Regions from separate parts of the Danio rerio genome. Here regions 1 and 2 are each linked to region 3. The links are chromatin contacts, called in public Hi-C and HiChIP or PLAC-seq maps. All regions are on one chromosome and are shown on one strand. Each heading gives the region's core, a stretch centred on a gene start, on an enhancer-like site or on the middle of the called end of the contact. The rest is flanking DNA. Distances are from core to core; before and after follow the strand shown.

Region 1 (4,488 bases), core at 1,269-3,768, 350 kb after region 3:
AATACCTGGAAAAATGTAATCGATTATACATTCTGAATGTCAATTTCGATTACTTTGATTAATCGCCCAGCCTTAGGTCAGTGTCCCATGATCTTTCAAAAATTTGCATAACAATGCTGATTTGATGCTCGAGAATCATTTATTATTTTCAAAAATATACAGTCATTGATGATTTAAAAAATATATCGCCATGACATAATTTTTGCTAATATTTTTTACTAACTTATTAGGCATTACTGCTGAATAAACCTTATTTTTTTAAATATAGAACCCCAAACTCTGAACAGTGATATATAATACTTTACTGTTAGTATAATGTACAATAATTCTTGCTAAATAATGCCTGAGAAGGTAATAAGATCCCAGTGTTAACGCTATGTGGTCCTGAATCACACTTGTATATTATCACAACTATTACATTATTATTTGAATATACAAAAAAAAAAGAGAGACATACATTTCCCTCCAAAAATTGTATATCATCTACACACTTTCATCTGGGTCTAAACTTGTATGACTTTTATATCAATGAACAGACGATGATGAGAAATGAGTACAAAAAATGTGGTTACTAACATTCTTCAAAATATCTTTTATGATTCACAGAAATAAAAAGCTCATACAAGTTCGGAACAATAAAATTAGAGGTTTTTGTTTTTGACTGAAATGTCCCACCAATAATGTTTACATTAGACACAGAAGCCTTTGCCATTTTTTTTCCAGTTAACTTATACAAATACATTGACCTCAGTATGAAATTCCTCACGTTTCTAAAAACCCACAGACAAAACCATGCAGAGCAAACACAGACAAGAGAGGGGCTCATGTCATGGTCTCATGCATGAGAAAAAGGCCATCAAAGATGCGTTCCCAGCCCTCCTACTCACATCGATTCATTTCACAACCAACCTATTCACATGAAAACCCACTGAAACGGCAGTCTGACGAAATGTATATTTCTGAAATTAATCAAACGGTTTCCTCCCTCTTGCCTGAAAATTGCTTATGTAGAAGTGGGTGAAGCAAACATGCAATTTAAACCTGAATTATGCAGAAACATATATTGATAGTTTTGATTTTATCAGCAAGATGATTGTCATTTCAACAGTCATTAATCTTTACACTGAGAGGTTAAAAAATAAAGAAAAATGAGTTGTCATTTTTGTCAATGTTGCATTCATATTTCAGTCAAATTTGTAAGTAGACTAAGCGAAGTTTAGACGACTTTCTGTCTATATATTCAAAAGAACTGTACTACAATATACAAATGCAGTTTTGCTTTAATTGCAAAGTGTGAATCCATGTTGTTGTAATGAAAACTCTACCATTATGTGTGCTTCCTTACGTTGTTACAAAATATTTGATATTTTTCTGTTGACCAGAAAGGGAGACTATAAATGCTAAATGCTGACAGCTCCAGTCATGTGCACAGCATTTGTCACAGCATTGTGAAAGTGTATGAAGATTGTTACTTTCATTCTCTCTAAATTTGAATGCAAATACAAACAACATTTTGTTAACCTACAATAGTTTAACCATGGTGTTTGTATTAAAAATGATAGTTAAACAAGTGATTAAAATAAGACACAAAAACATCGTCATTAACTTAGAGCTTTACAAATCCATGGTAAATCTAATGTGTAAATTGTCTCTTTATTTCGGCGTTGCAAATTATTAATCTCTCATTGGGAATAAACAACATCTCTCATTAAGGACGAGCGTTTATTTAATAAACGTCTTGATAACATAATCCTCTATTTTATATGACATTTCTTCAGTCTTGGGCCTGCAGTCATTAGCTTATTTAGCGCCGCAACTGCTTCCCTAGCCTACAGGAAGCGAGCTAGCCGAATTATTTTGCTCATAATCGCGTCGTAAATGGTCTAATAATCATCGTGCACTCGGGAAAATAGATAAATTACCCCATATGTATGAAACCTAATTGTGCAGTTGTTTAAACTAGATAATTTGTCCAAGTTTGTAAGCCTAGCTAGCCGTCTGGAGGGGTTAGCTCGAGAGCTCCCAAACAGCTCGAGCTCCAGCAATGAATGACCGCGAGCGCACCGCTTCATGTACACTTCCATTGCAGGAACGACTCTCACTTCTCCATCATTTTGATTAGTTGTGCAAATTATTAATGAATAATGAATAAGACAGAGGCCCACCGCCATCTTTCACAGCGGTGGATGTATTTTTAACCCACCCATATTCGGGATACGATGAATGTACCGAAACGGAAGTGGCTAACAAACAGAGTGCCAAACGCTAAGCCAGCTGTCGCTTCTCTTTGGCGGATCTTTTCATATATAGAAGAGGATTTAGTAGTATTATGGTTAAAAACGAAAGACTGAAAAGGTGCAGTGTGTCTCACTTCACGGTTACCTTAATGATCCTGCGGGGCAACCCTGCCATCTTGTCTTGAATGCGGATTTTAGCTTTGACTCACGGTGCCTCTTACTTCGTTTGCATTGACGGCGGAGACGCAGTGCACAGACACACGCCTTCCGGCGCGGTGCGTCCAGACGCACGCGGAAACGTACGCTTTTCACGATGATGAAGATGATATGGAAGTTGTAGTTTTGTTTAGAAGGAAAGCTCTCTCTTTTTTTCAACCGACATGAATCTAGATAGTCCGTTATAATGAAGTTTTTTGGACGAATTTCTTACAGGTTTTGACTAGTTACTCAAATAATTTTCAGTTTTTAATGGTTCAGTCCTTCAGGTAACTGGTTTAACTACATTCCTAAAATGACACGTTAAACTGGTGTCTTTTTTTTTTCTTTTCGGCTTACTCCCTTTATTAGTTAGGATTCGACACAGCGGAACGAACCGACAACTTATCCAGCACATGTTTTATGTAGCAGATGCCTTTCCAGCCGCAACACAGCACTGGGAAATTAACTGGCGTCTCTTATTGGAAAAAGTTAAACCCCTGGAGTACTAAAACAGCAATTCGTACTCTTTTCCAAAGTGTATTTGTATAGTGACTTTTGCCTTGTTAAGTCTGATTGAAACCCTTCATTGAATGAAATAAATAATAGCTGGAGAAAAATGTGGTTATTACCACTGAAAACATCAATGAACACATTCACAGATTTTACAATATTTTGCAGATCATTGTTTATAATAAAAATAAAAAGGGGAAAAAAAGTTTTGTATTCATAAAGACAGCTGATCAGAGCCATTATCAGTTTTCTGGATTTTACATTATGAGTTAATAAAAATATTTGATTAATTTGAAAAAATATATTGATAAAGTATCCTCAAAAGTTGTATTTATATATTAATTTAACTGCCTGCTCGACCAAATGGTTGACTATATTTTGACTGACTATATTAGGAGTATCTAACTAAACCTGATTAAGTTTCATCTTTAGGAAGCACTCGCGCTTTTGCACTAAAAGATAATGCTGAAATGTGTATCGGTGTTTTATATTGTTTGAATTAATGTTTTAAATAATAATTTACACTAAACAGCATTGTTGGTTTACAAAAAAATCTAACAAACAATCCTGTTGCACTCCTACACTTGATTTTAGTTCATCTTCATTTTCTTGTCAACTTAGTCCCTTTATTAATCTGGGGTCGCCACAGTGGAATGAACCGCCAACTTATCCAGCAAGTTTTTTACGCAGCGGATCCCCTTCCAGCCGCAACCCATCTCTGGGTAACATCCACACTCACATTCACACACACTATGGACAATTTAGCTTACCCAATTCACCTGTACTGCTTGTCTTTGGACTGTGGGGGGAACCGAAGCACCCGGAGGAAACCCAGGAAGAACATGCAAACTCCACACAGAAACGCCAACTGAGCCGAGGCTCGAACCAGCGACCTTCTTGCTTTTAGGCGACAGCACTACCTAATGTGCCACTGCTTCGCCCTTGATTTTAGTGTCATTGTAAATAAAACAACAACAACAAAACATGTAAATTACTGTGCTAAATTAAAAGCTAAAATATTTTATGGTATAAAAAAAGATGATTTAGTATTCAAAAATGTCTTATTTTTGTTATGTTTTTAAATAAATTGGTCTTGCACTTCATATTTTTTTTAGATTTTCCATAGTATATGTATTAATTCTGCTACTTTTACCTTAAATCGAGATATCTACCATTTGGTAGAGGCTGTTATTTTAGAAATTATGGGATGTGTTGAAAAAAAAAGGAGTTATCAGGAGTTAAGATGTTAAATTTTCAAAACACACGAGAGGGAGAGGGAGAGGGAGAGGGAGAGAGCTTTTAATGAGGACATTCCGTTGGAGTTATTGAGTTAACCACCAGTCTGTACCCTGAACCTAAACCTATCCCAAAACCTAAAACTCAGAAAAATTTCTGCACTTTTGCTTATGCCGCTAAAAAATTGTTTTGTTGTGATTAACTGCTGATGCTTTTACAACCCTAAAAAACAATGGAGCACAGTATTAAATACTCAAATTAAATTGCAAAAGGATGATAAAGTGCAAAAGGTGAAACTTTAGAATAA
Region 2 (4,367 bases), core at 374-2,873, 330 kb after region 3:
TGACCAGCAAAACACGAGACACTACAGATGTACTGTTATCGTGAACTGACTAACAGTAATAATAATAATTAACCAAGTAGCCATTCTGGTTCGTACAATATGACAACAAAAAAAGAGCAACAAAATACTATTAAGTGTTAGAATAGATTCAACTTCGTCAAAGTACACAAAGCTGAATATTTATGAAATAGTTCCTATTAAAACTGGACCAAGTATCAGTACATATACATTATTACACAGATAAGTCAGTGGGTAATTGTTAATATATTGAGTTAACCAAGTTTTTAAGTTAAGAACCATAAAAATTCAAAGGCAAAGTAGCAGGGGGACAGTTACTAAAAATTACTGCTTTGATAGTGACCAGCAAAAACAATAGACACTACAGAAGTATTGTTAACGTGAACTGACTAATAATAATATTAATATTGATAATAAAGGCAGTTAAAGGAATGGTTCACCCCCCAAAAAAATACAATTCTGTCATCATTTACTACTTTAGTAGTTTTAAACATGTTTGACTTCTGTTGAACAGAAAAGACAATGTTTTGAAGAAAGCTGAATGTCCTGTAACCAATGACTTCCATGTTGGTTTTTCCTACTGTGGAAGTCAACAATTACAGATTTTAAATTTTCTTCAATCATCTTTACCATTCGACAAAATAAAAAACAGATTTGTAATCACTTAAAGGGGGAGTAAACGGTGAGTAGCCTAGTAAAAATATTCCATTTTTGGGTGAACTATCCCTTTAACTTCAACACTAACGTGAATATAAATGATAATAATAATAAAGTGACAGAACGACAACAAACATTAATAAAACGCTGACATGTATTATTTGAAGTCACTTAATATATTATCCAGAAACCTGAATGAGAGACTATTATAAAATAAGTGCTAGCACCTAATGGGTGTAGTCAATAACATGTTGGATAACTGATTAAACCAGCAACTTCTTGCAACATAAAACTAGCTCCAAGGAATAACATTGTGTTGCAATCTCCAGACTCTGTCTCCGTAGGCGACAGTTGTAGTAAACCAGCAACCACATTTGCACTTTCCCCCTCAGCCTCACCTCGTCCTCTCGGTCGTTCTTGAAGCACAGGCAGGCTGCTCGTTTTTTGAAGCCCTCTCCGTCATACGTCCTTGTCTGATTGGGCTTGAATTTCATCATGTGGGTTTTTCTCCGAACAAAACAAGAATACAAGTGTTCTCGGTTGCCTAGTTTTTGGATCCGACGCGCAACGCAGCTGCCTTTCAGGCCAAGAGCTGAAAGTCGTCCCAGATTTCCCAGGCTGATCATACAGTTTGCGTTTTGTCAGAAGTGACTCACGTTGAAGGCAATATTCCTGTCTTGACGGCGGAGATCGTGGCTTGAGGTGATCTGGACTGGAGCATGGTGGCTGGCTGGTTATGTGTGAACACTCCTCTGCTCTGCTGCGGCTCTTCGGCTCTGCGCAGTCGCCTTAAATCAGCTGCAATAGGATCTGCGTTACAAACCCAAGATGCCATCAACAGATAGGCGTTTCCCTGGTTAGAAATATGAATGAGAAATCATCATCATTGCTGCCGCCAGAGGAAGGGAGGACATTGTTGATTCCCGGAGGCTTGATGTGGGTGGAATTAAACAACGTCGCGTCGCTGTAAATGTAATACAAATGGCAGTAATTGATTCAAAGTAACATTAGAGACAAAAGCCACACTGCAGGGACAGAACGGAGTCGTGTTGTACTAGCGCCATCTGCTGGTGGATTTTAGTTTAACAACTAGCCAAAGAGTTTGGTGAAACTTTAATACTTAGTATTACTTTACTTGAATTTTTAAAGGGATAGTTTACGCTAAAATGAACATTTACCAACTAATTATCCCTAATTGGTGCAAAATCTTCTGAGCTTTTTCAATTGAACACAAAATAAACCATTTGAAGAATGCTGAAAACCTCAAATCAAAAACTTCCAAAGTAGGAAAAACAAATACATTGGAAGACAACAGTAACCGTTTACCAGCTTTCTTCAAAAAAGCTTCTTTTGTGTTTTGTAAAAAAAACTTACATTTTTAAAACAAGTTAAGGGCGAGTTAATGCCCAAATTAAAATTTTTGCTTGAAATATTCCTTTATTATCACTAAAAATGCTAACATTTCTTTCATATTAATGCTATGCTAACATACAATGTAGTGAAGCATATAGTTTAAAGTGATGTTTTGAATTGAAATGTTGTTACCACGTATAACAATATTTCTTTCAAGCAAGTTACATCCTATTGTTGTTCTAAAACATGTCCACTTTTTAATAGCTTGCTAGCATCTTCTAACAAGCTGTGACATGTTAGCATGGTTTACCATGATCCTAACACTAAATAGCAGCTGGTTTCTAGTGTCAATGGGATATATTGAATTAACATGTTGCTACCACCTTTAACAATATTTCTATCAAGCAAGTTACTCCTATTTTTGTTTTAAAACCTCCACATTTTAATGGATTGCTAGCATTTTTCATACAAGCTCTGAAATATTGTTAGCATGGTTTACCATGATCCTGACACTAAATATAAGCTGGTTTCCAGCCTCAACTGGACATATTTGAAATTCTTTTCAAGATTAATTTTTGAAAGTTTTGATACCAACATAAAAAATTAAGGCAGGGTTGCAGGTTACACCATGTCAAATAAAAAAAAAAAAAAAAAACTTTTAAGACCATCAAGAATAAAATTTGGGCCATTAAGAAAATCCTTAGCATTTAACCCTATATATATATATATATATATATATATATATATATATATATATATATATATATATATATATATATATATATATATATATATATATGTGTGTATGTATGTATGTGTATATATTTGTATATATGTATACATATATATACACATACATACATACACATACATACATATATATACATATATATAGGGTTAAATGCTAAGGATTTTCTTAATGGCCCAGCAGAAAATAAAATATTTACTTGCCATATCAAGAAGCAAATTCTAATTAGGAATGTTTTGGTCACAAATTTTGAATAATGTGTTAAATCAAGCATACCCTAGTTGTACAAATGCAATTTGTTTTCAACTTAAAATTGCTATAAGGCAATTTAGGTAAAGAATTTTAATGTGTATGTGTATTGTTTTGACTTTCATTTTATATCAAGCCTTGGACAGGTGTTTAGCAAGTCTGCTAAAACACTTAAACAAATGCATTTGGTTTGTTAATGCATTTGTGATGTCCATGTCAAATAAACAATAAATAAAATATTAGTTATAAATAGAGTTTTGATTTAAGTTTTATTGAAAAGTATTGTTGTTATTGGATGTGTGTTGGATCATTGGGTCGCATTACATAAATAAAAGTAAATTAAAACCTGTTTAAAAGGATTTAAGATCTACAAGACAATATTTCAGTGAATTTAAGGCCTTAAAATCTAAAAATGTCTTAAATTTCAAAAACAATATTTAAGACCCCGCGACACACTGTAAAGTGTTAACCACTGGTACACGATTCTTTCAAGAACCAATCGTCTGGGATCTTTTCAAAACTGAACTGATAAAATGTATGACAGAGTGGTTTCTGACGATTTCAAATAATTAAACCAAGAGTTAATTGAAGATACAATTATATAATAACATATGTAATGCGACTCAAATTATGATTAAACTATGATCAAATGAATGCATTTTACTCCAATACAAAGTAATTAAAACATTTAGGCTATAAAAGAGATTATACTTTGCTGAGAAGTTCTTTAAAACCAGTTGAGTGAAAGAATCGGTTCACTGAAGAGGACTGATTCATGGAAAGCAGGTAATAAGAAGAAGAGTTATTGGAAACACTGACTTACACTTTGTTAATACTATTAAACATTCAGTAGTGCTGACATTACCTATAGGCACAATAGAAATCTTCAGACCTTTATGAGCTGCTCTTTAGGTAAATTAGACCTGTACCTGTTCATTCCAGGTTATTTGGAGTATAGATAAGCAATACGCTGTGACTAACTTTTTCCAGCTTATGAAACACATGAGAACGGTAGACTAGGGAAAACAAAAGAGTAGTTAACCTCAAGTCTTTCTTGGAAATGTAATAAAACCACCACCATGAATGTGTATTATTAATCAACAGATTTTTATTTACAGAAAGAACAGAAATATGTGTGTGGACTTTTGTCATCACATTTTTAAAAAGCAGAATTTGTTTTATTTTTTTTTCCCCTTTCTATAGAAAGCGGGAATTTACAGACTTGACGTTTTAACCAAAGACCAATCGTGGAAATTGAGACAAAGCCTTTATTGATCTTTTACAATGTTTCCGCAAACATTCCCACCCCTCAATCCCTTTACTAAAAATCTCACTATCCATC
Region 3 (4,858 bases), core at 816-3,315:
CACCAACCCCGGTCATTCCCATTAAAGAGTTCATAAGCGCCACATCTGGTCGCGTACTTGTGGAATCTGAACCACCATTCGCCGACCAGTTCATTTTAGCTTTTTTAGTGACACGTTCATCTCCAAACTCCTGCTTGATTTTAACTCCTTTTGCTGTGTCGCATCCTTTCTCGCTCTTTCCATCGCCTTTCTCAGCCTCTCCTCCATACCCGCTGTCTGTGTCAGTGTCGTTCTCATTAAGCTCGAGGTTTTGAGTCCTCTGGATGACAGGGACGCAGTTGGCTTGAGGATCTCTCTGGGTGTCCCGCTCTGGAGCGTCGTCTCCTGCCACTGGCTGCTGCAGGATCCCTGTGCCTGGCTGGAACTGAGCAGAAACTTTGTGTAGGTGGTTGATGAGTCGCGTGCACCTCTGCTCGCGCGCCGTCCAGTTCTCCACCTTGTTCAGATACTGCAGGACTTCTTTGGCACATGCTTGAAAGCCTGAGTGGAAAGCGTCTAAGTCAGCCTGGAGGGAAGACTTCAGCGATCGCTCCCCTGTCATAAAACAAGAGGCAAAGTCCTGTCATATAAAAGAGGAAAACTGACAGATGCACAGACTGATATACAGTGCCAACTTATCTAATAGATAGATAGATAGATAGATAGATAGATAGATAGATAGATAGATAGATAGATAGATAGATAGATAGATAGATAGATAGATAGATAGATCTATCATCCAAATATAAATTGTAAAAGAGTAAATGTAAATAAAACATACATTAAAATAAGATAAACATTAAATACAATCAATATTATTTAAATTAAGTATTTAGATAGATAGATAGATAGATAGATAGATAGATAGATAGATAGATAGATAGATAGATAGATAGATAGATAGATAGATAGATAGATAGATAGATAGATAGATAGATCTATCATCCAAATATAAATTGTAAAAGAGTAAATGTAAATAAAACATACATTAAAATAAGATAAACATTAAATACAATCAATATTATTTAAATTAAGTATTTAGATAGATAGATAGATAGATAGATAGATAGATAGATAGATAGATAGATAGATAGATAGATAGATAGATAGATAGATAGATAGATAGATAGATAGATAGATAGATAAGATTATAAAATGTAAACATAACATAAATAAGATAAACTGTAAAAATAAACATTGTGATGTTGCTTTTATTATTTTTAATAGTTTTGAATCGAAACGAACATAATTATGTGTTCATAAGCACATTTAGTTAAGTTCAAGTACTTTAAGCGACATTTACTCTTTCCCCTCGTGTGGATTTGACGTTAGTCTAATTGCATTGTGTGGGCTGAACATTATGTAATTTACCGTTCTGCAAAGCGATGATCTTCTGGTGCTGCTGCTCTGTGACAGCTGTCAAAGCGTTCAAATGCTTCAGCGTCAGTTCCAGAACCACCGCTTTTTCCAAGTGACCCAGAGTCTGTAAGACAACACGAACATTTAAAGCGTGTCTATACTTTCCGACTTTCCTTATGTGGGGAGATACATTTGCAGAACACATGTTAACAAAACTAAACAACTTTACCGTGAGTTTGAGATGTTCGGGTAATAAATCCTTCAGCTGCCCAATACATTCATTTATTCGGTCCCTCCTCTTTTTCTCGATCAGTCTGTGTGGTAACTTGTACGCGTCCTGCGGATGATAAAAGTATGAGCTACTGCAAAAGTTCGTAAAGTAATTATTATAACTCGCATACTTAACAGCAAGTGTCACTGAGTGTTACGTGAATGTCACGTTTTCATCACGGGTCCACAGTTTGCTTACCTTTCCTTCCTCTCTCTTCATCCCCCTTTTGGATTTGCACATGTAGAGCGATGAATATTCCACCCTGATAAAAGAAAACATTATTTTTTTTAAAAATATAATAAATTCGTTTTGATACCTTGCAAAATTAATGCATGCGTTAATTAAAAGCAAAACAAGCAAATATAAAATTACCCCAAGAAATCCGCGTGATCCAGAAACTGTCTGTTCTGCATTCTCGATATTCTTTCTTCCATAACTTTGTTCCACTTTGTTATACAGTGAGGTTTGGTTAATCCAATATCTGAGCGGAGCGGCAGTGCGTTGTGTCCGGTCTCGCGCAGCACCTCTGAATGATGATGATGTGTGTGTGCGCGCTCGCCTGAGCTGCCACTTTGCCCAGCGCTCTCGCGCACTCACACTGCGCGTGGCCACTACCGCGCACGCGCGCCTTCTCCAGGAACCGCGCGCTGACTCACGTGTAAACTGCACCAGCTCCAGAGTCTGGGAATTAAATGAGCTTGAAAGTTGTCAGTTCACTGCTCACTACACTCTGAAAAAACAAACACCAGCACATCACTGCAGAACAGTTGAGACAAATGCATTTTCAGATTTAAGAATAACATATACATATTAAAATGTAAATCATAAGATAAAAAAATAAAATCCCTTTATTAATCAGGGGTCGCCACAGCGGAATGAACCGCCAACCTATTCAGCATATATTTTATACAGCGGATGTCCTTCCAGCTGCAACCCATCACTGGGAATCATCCATACACACTCATTCACACACATACACTATAGTTAATTTAGCTCATCCAATTCACCAGTCCTGAAGCCAGCCTAATGAAAGGGGTGGTTCTTTTTTCTGAAAAAGTGAACCTTTTTTGCAGTTATTCGTTTTAAAATGAAAACAGTAGCCTTGGCAAAAAAATGGCCAGCTCAACTTTCCTTGGCCACTTAATTAAAATTTTTATAAAAAATGTTATTGTCTTAAAGGCTTCTTCTATCTATAATTTTCACAATTTATGATGGCATAGCAGTCAAAAATGGGATAAATGAGCTCATATAGGTGTCAAATTCTGGACTTTATCAGTGAGGGATGGGTCTTTCGAACCGCCCGAACCACCCCTGGCTACAGGCACATGTCTTTGGACATGTGGGGGAAACCGGAGCACCCGCAGGAAACCAACACAAACACAGGGAGAACATGCAAACTCCACACAGGAATGGAACTGATCCAGCCGGGGCTCGAACCAGCGACCTTCTTGCTGTGAGGTGATTTTGCTACCCACTGAGCCACCGGGATGCCCCTGAAATTAGGGAATACAACACAATATTTTTATTTATTTACTATAGGCCTACTAATTTTAACTATTAATTATATTAATATTATACACTACGGCAAAATACAACTTTTTTAAAAGAAATAATTAAATTTAATTTAAACTTTATTATAATAAATAATTGTATATATAATAAATGCAAGTAAAATATTTTTGTTTATTATAAAATTTTTCGTTGTGTTTATTCATAAATAACAATTCAGACAAAATGTCTTCAGAGTTCATTTTTTTTTACATGTACAAAAAATAATCTGTTAGTTAAAATTTAAATATATAAAAATATTTTTATGTGTAATAAATGCTAAAAACGTTTTATTTATATATGTATTTATTTATTTATTTATTTCATTTATTTATTTGTTTATTACGTCTTCAGAATAACAGTATTGTGCCCTGTTATTACTTATTTGTTTTGTCAATTTATAATCAATATTTGGCAGACACTTCTTTAAGTGACTTACAGTTAAGAACATAGAATAATCAAAGCAACAATAGAACAACATGTACATAATATGAGAGAGAGACAGAGAGAGAAAGAGAGAGAGTTTATAGTTATAGAAGGTCAGATAAACTTTTCTATTAATTGTTTTTGTATAGATTTTATTCGGTCAAATGTTTTTACAGAGACACACATGCACGCACATACAGATTACCAAAAAGAGTTGCATTCTGATAATCTTACTTATTTAGTTTGAATTTTGTTTGTTCATGTTAACAAATTGTAATTGTAATATTCAATATAGCCTACATATTTTTTTATCAGTGTGCAATGTTTGGCTTGAATTGCCATCTTGATCTACTGAGATTTCTTTCCTTATACATTCGATCTGAAGCGAGGTGTGACATAACACAACAGCACATAGATGTATGTCTGAAAATAGACCACATTCTGTCAATATCCAGCCTTCAGAAGATTAACCCATTATGAGCTTTAAATCAAAGCCTTTCCTCCATACAAAGCAAATTGGGGGAAGAAAAACAGTTCCACTAAAGGTCCAGCCGAATACAGACTTATCCATTATAAGAAACATGTCCTGCATGTATTTAACAACTCTCCATAATTAACACAAAACGAATTGAGCACGTAGCACATCTGCACTCACTCATAATATTCATAAGAGATTAACTGTAACCCGCTCTCACATGCCCACGGGTCACGTAACTTCATCAGAATCATGTGACTGACTCCAGGCTGTTTATGAATAGATCACACACAGTGTGAGGCTGGCAGGACTCAAACTCTCGCCAGTGACGAGAAGCTTTCTGCTTTGTAAGATCCCCATTTCCTGTTTGCTTTCAGGGAGACTAGCAGTTGTCGTGTGTTGGAGTCCCCCTTCATGCATATTCCCTCCCCTTTTCCAGCCTCCCTCCTTTCCGTCTCCTCTCTCCAGTGCTCTATATGCGGCTCTTCTGGAATCTGCTCCAAATGTTTTCCATATTAGTTCAGAGCCCTTTCTGAATTTGAATAGTAGAGAGAGAGAGAGAGAAGCCTCCAGTGAGGAGGGAGGGGAAGGCCAGTGTGAAGAAACAGTCCAGCAAAAGAAACGGCAGGAAAAAAAGGACTAAAAAACAAGAGCGTCCAGTCTGTTTTTAAAGGAAGATTGAGAACCTCTGCACAAGAAAGGAGGAATTATGGGGTTGGGAATGAATCCGAAGGTAGGAGGCAACCAAAGCAGTGAGAAGAAGGCAAAGGCAGAGACTGGAGGCCCGGTGCCGGAGGAAG

Evidence for each region. Hi-C and Micro-C count contacts between places; a contact is called where the count stands out from the background. HiChIP or PLAC-seq counts read pairs in DNA pulled down with a chosen protein or histone mark.
Region 1: a contact with region 3 is called in an H3K4me3 HiChIP or PLAC-seq map of embryo, with 3 times the contacts expected there. The contact joins the promoter of ube2na here to the promoter of bhlhe41 in region 3. A contact is called at or near these places in 1 of 18 Hi-C or Micro-C datasets (caudal fin) and 1 of 4 datasets of contacts at active chromatin or transcription factors (embryo).
Region 2: a Hi-C map of hematopoietic stem cells shows a contact between it and region 3, with 2.7 times the contacts expected there. The contact joins the promoter of nudt4a here to the promoter of bhlhe41 in region 3. A contact is called at or near these places in 2 of 18 Hi-C or Micro-C datasets (caudal fin and hematopoietic stem cells) and 1 of 4 datasets of contacts at active chromatin or transcription factors (embryo).

Annotation. Positions count from the first base shown.
Region 1 is chr18:17,155,039-17,159,526 of GRCz12tu, reverse strand. ube2na (ubiquitin-conjugating enzyme E2Na) reads right to left here and starts at 2,518. Exons shown (of 4, transcript NM_213486.1): 1 at 2,383-2,518. The coding sequence starts at 2,412.
Region 2 is chr18:17,171,808-17,176,174 of GRCz12tu, reverse strand. nudt4a (nudix (nucleoside diphosphate linked moiety X)-type motif 4a) reads right to left here and starts at 1,623. Exons shown (of 5, transcript NM_001310062.1): 1 at 1,074-1,623. The coding sequence starts at 1,301. ube2na (ubiquitin-conjugating enzyme E2Na) reads right to left here. Exons shown (of 4, transcript NM_213486.1): 4 at 4,114-4,367.
Region 3 is chr18:17,503,557-17,508,414 of GRCz12tu, reverse strand. It overlaps bhlhe41 (basic helix-loop-helix family, member e41), which reads right to left and starts at 2,065. Exons shown (of 5, transcript NM_001039107.1): 1 at 1,982-2,065; 2 at 1,808-1,871; 3 at 1,568-1,675; 4 at 1,351-1,462; 5 at 1-534. The coding sequence starts at 2,043. sspn (sarcospan (Kras oncogene-associated gene)) reads left to right here and starts at 4,576. Exons shown (of 3, transcript NM_001037580.2): 1 at 4,576-4,858. The coding sequence starts at 4,768. It overlaps LOC137490727 (a long non-coding RNA gene), which reads right to left. Exons shown (of 3, transcript XR_012394005.1): 3 at 3,727-4,858.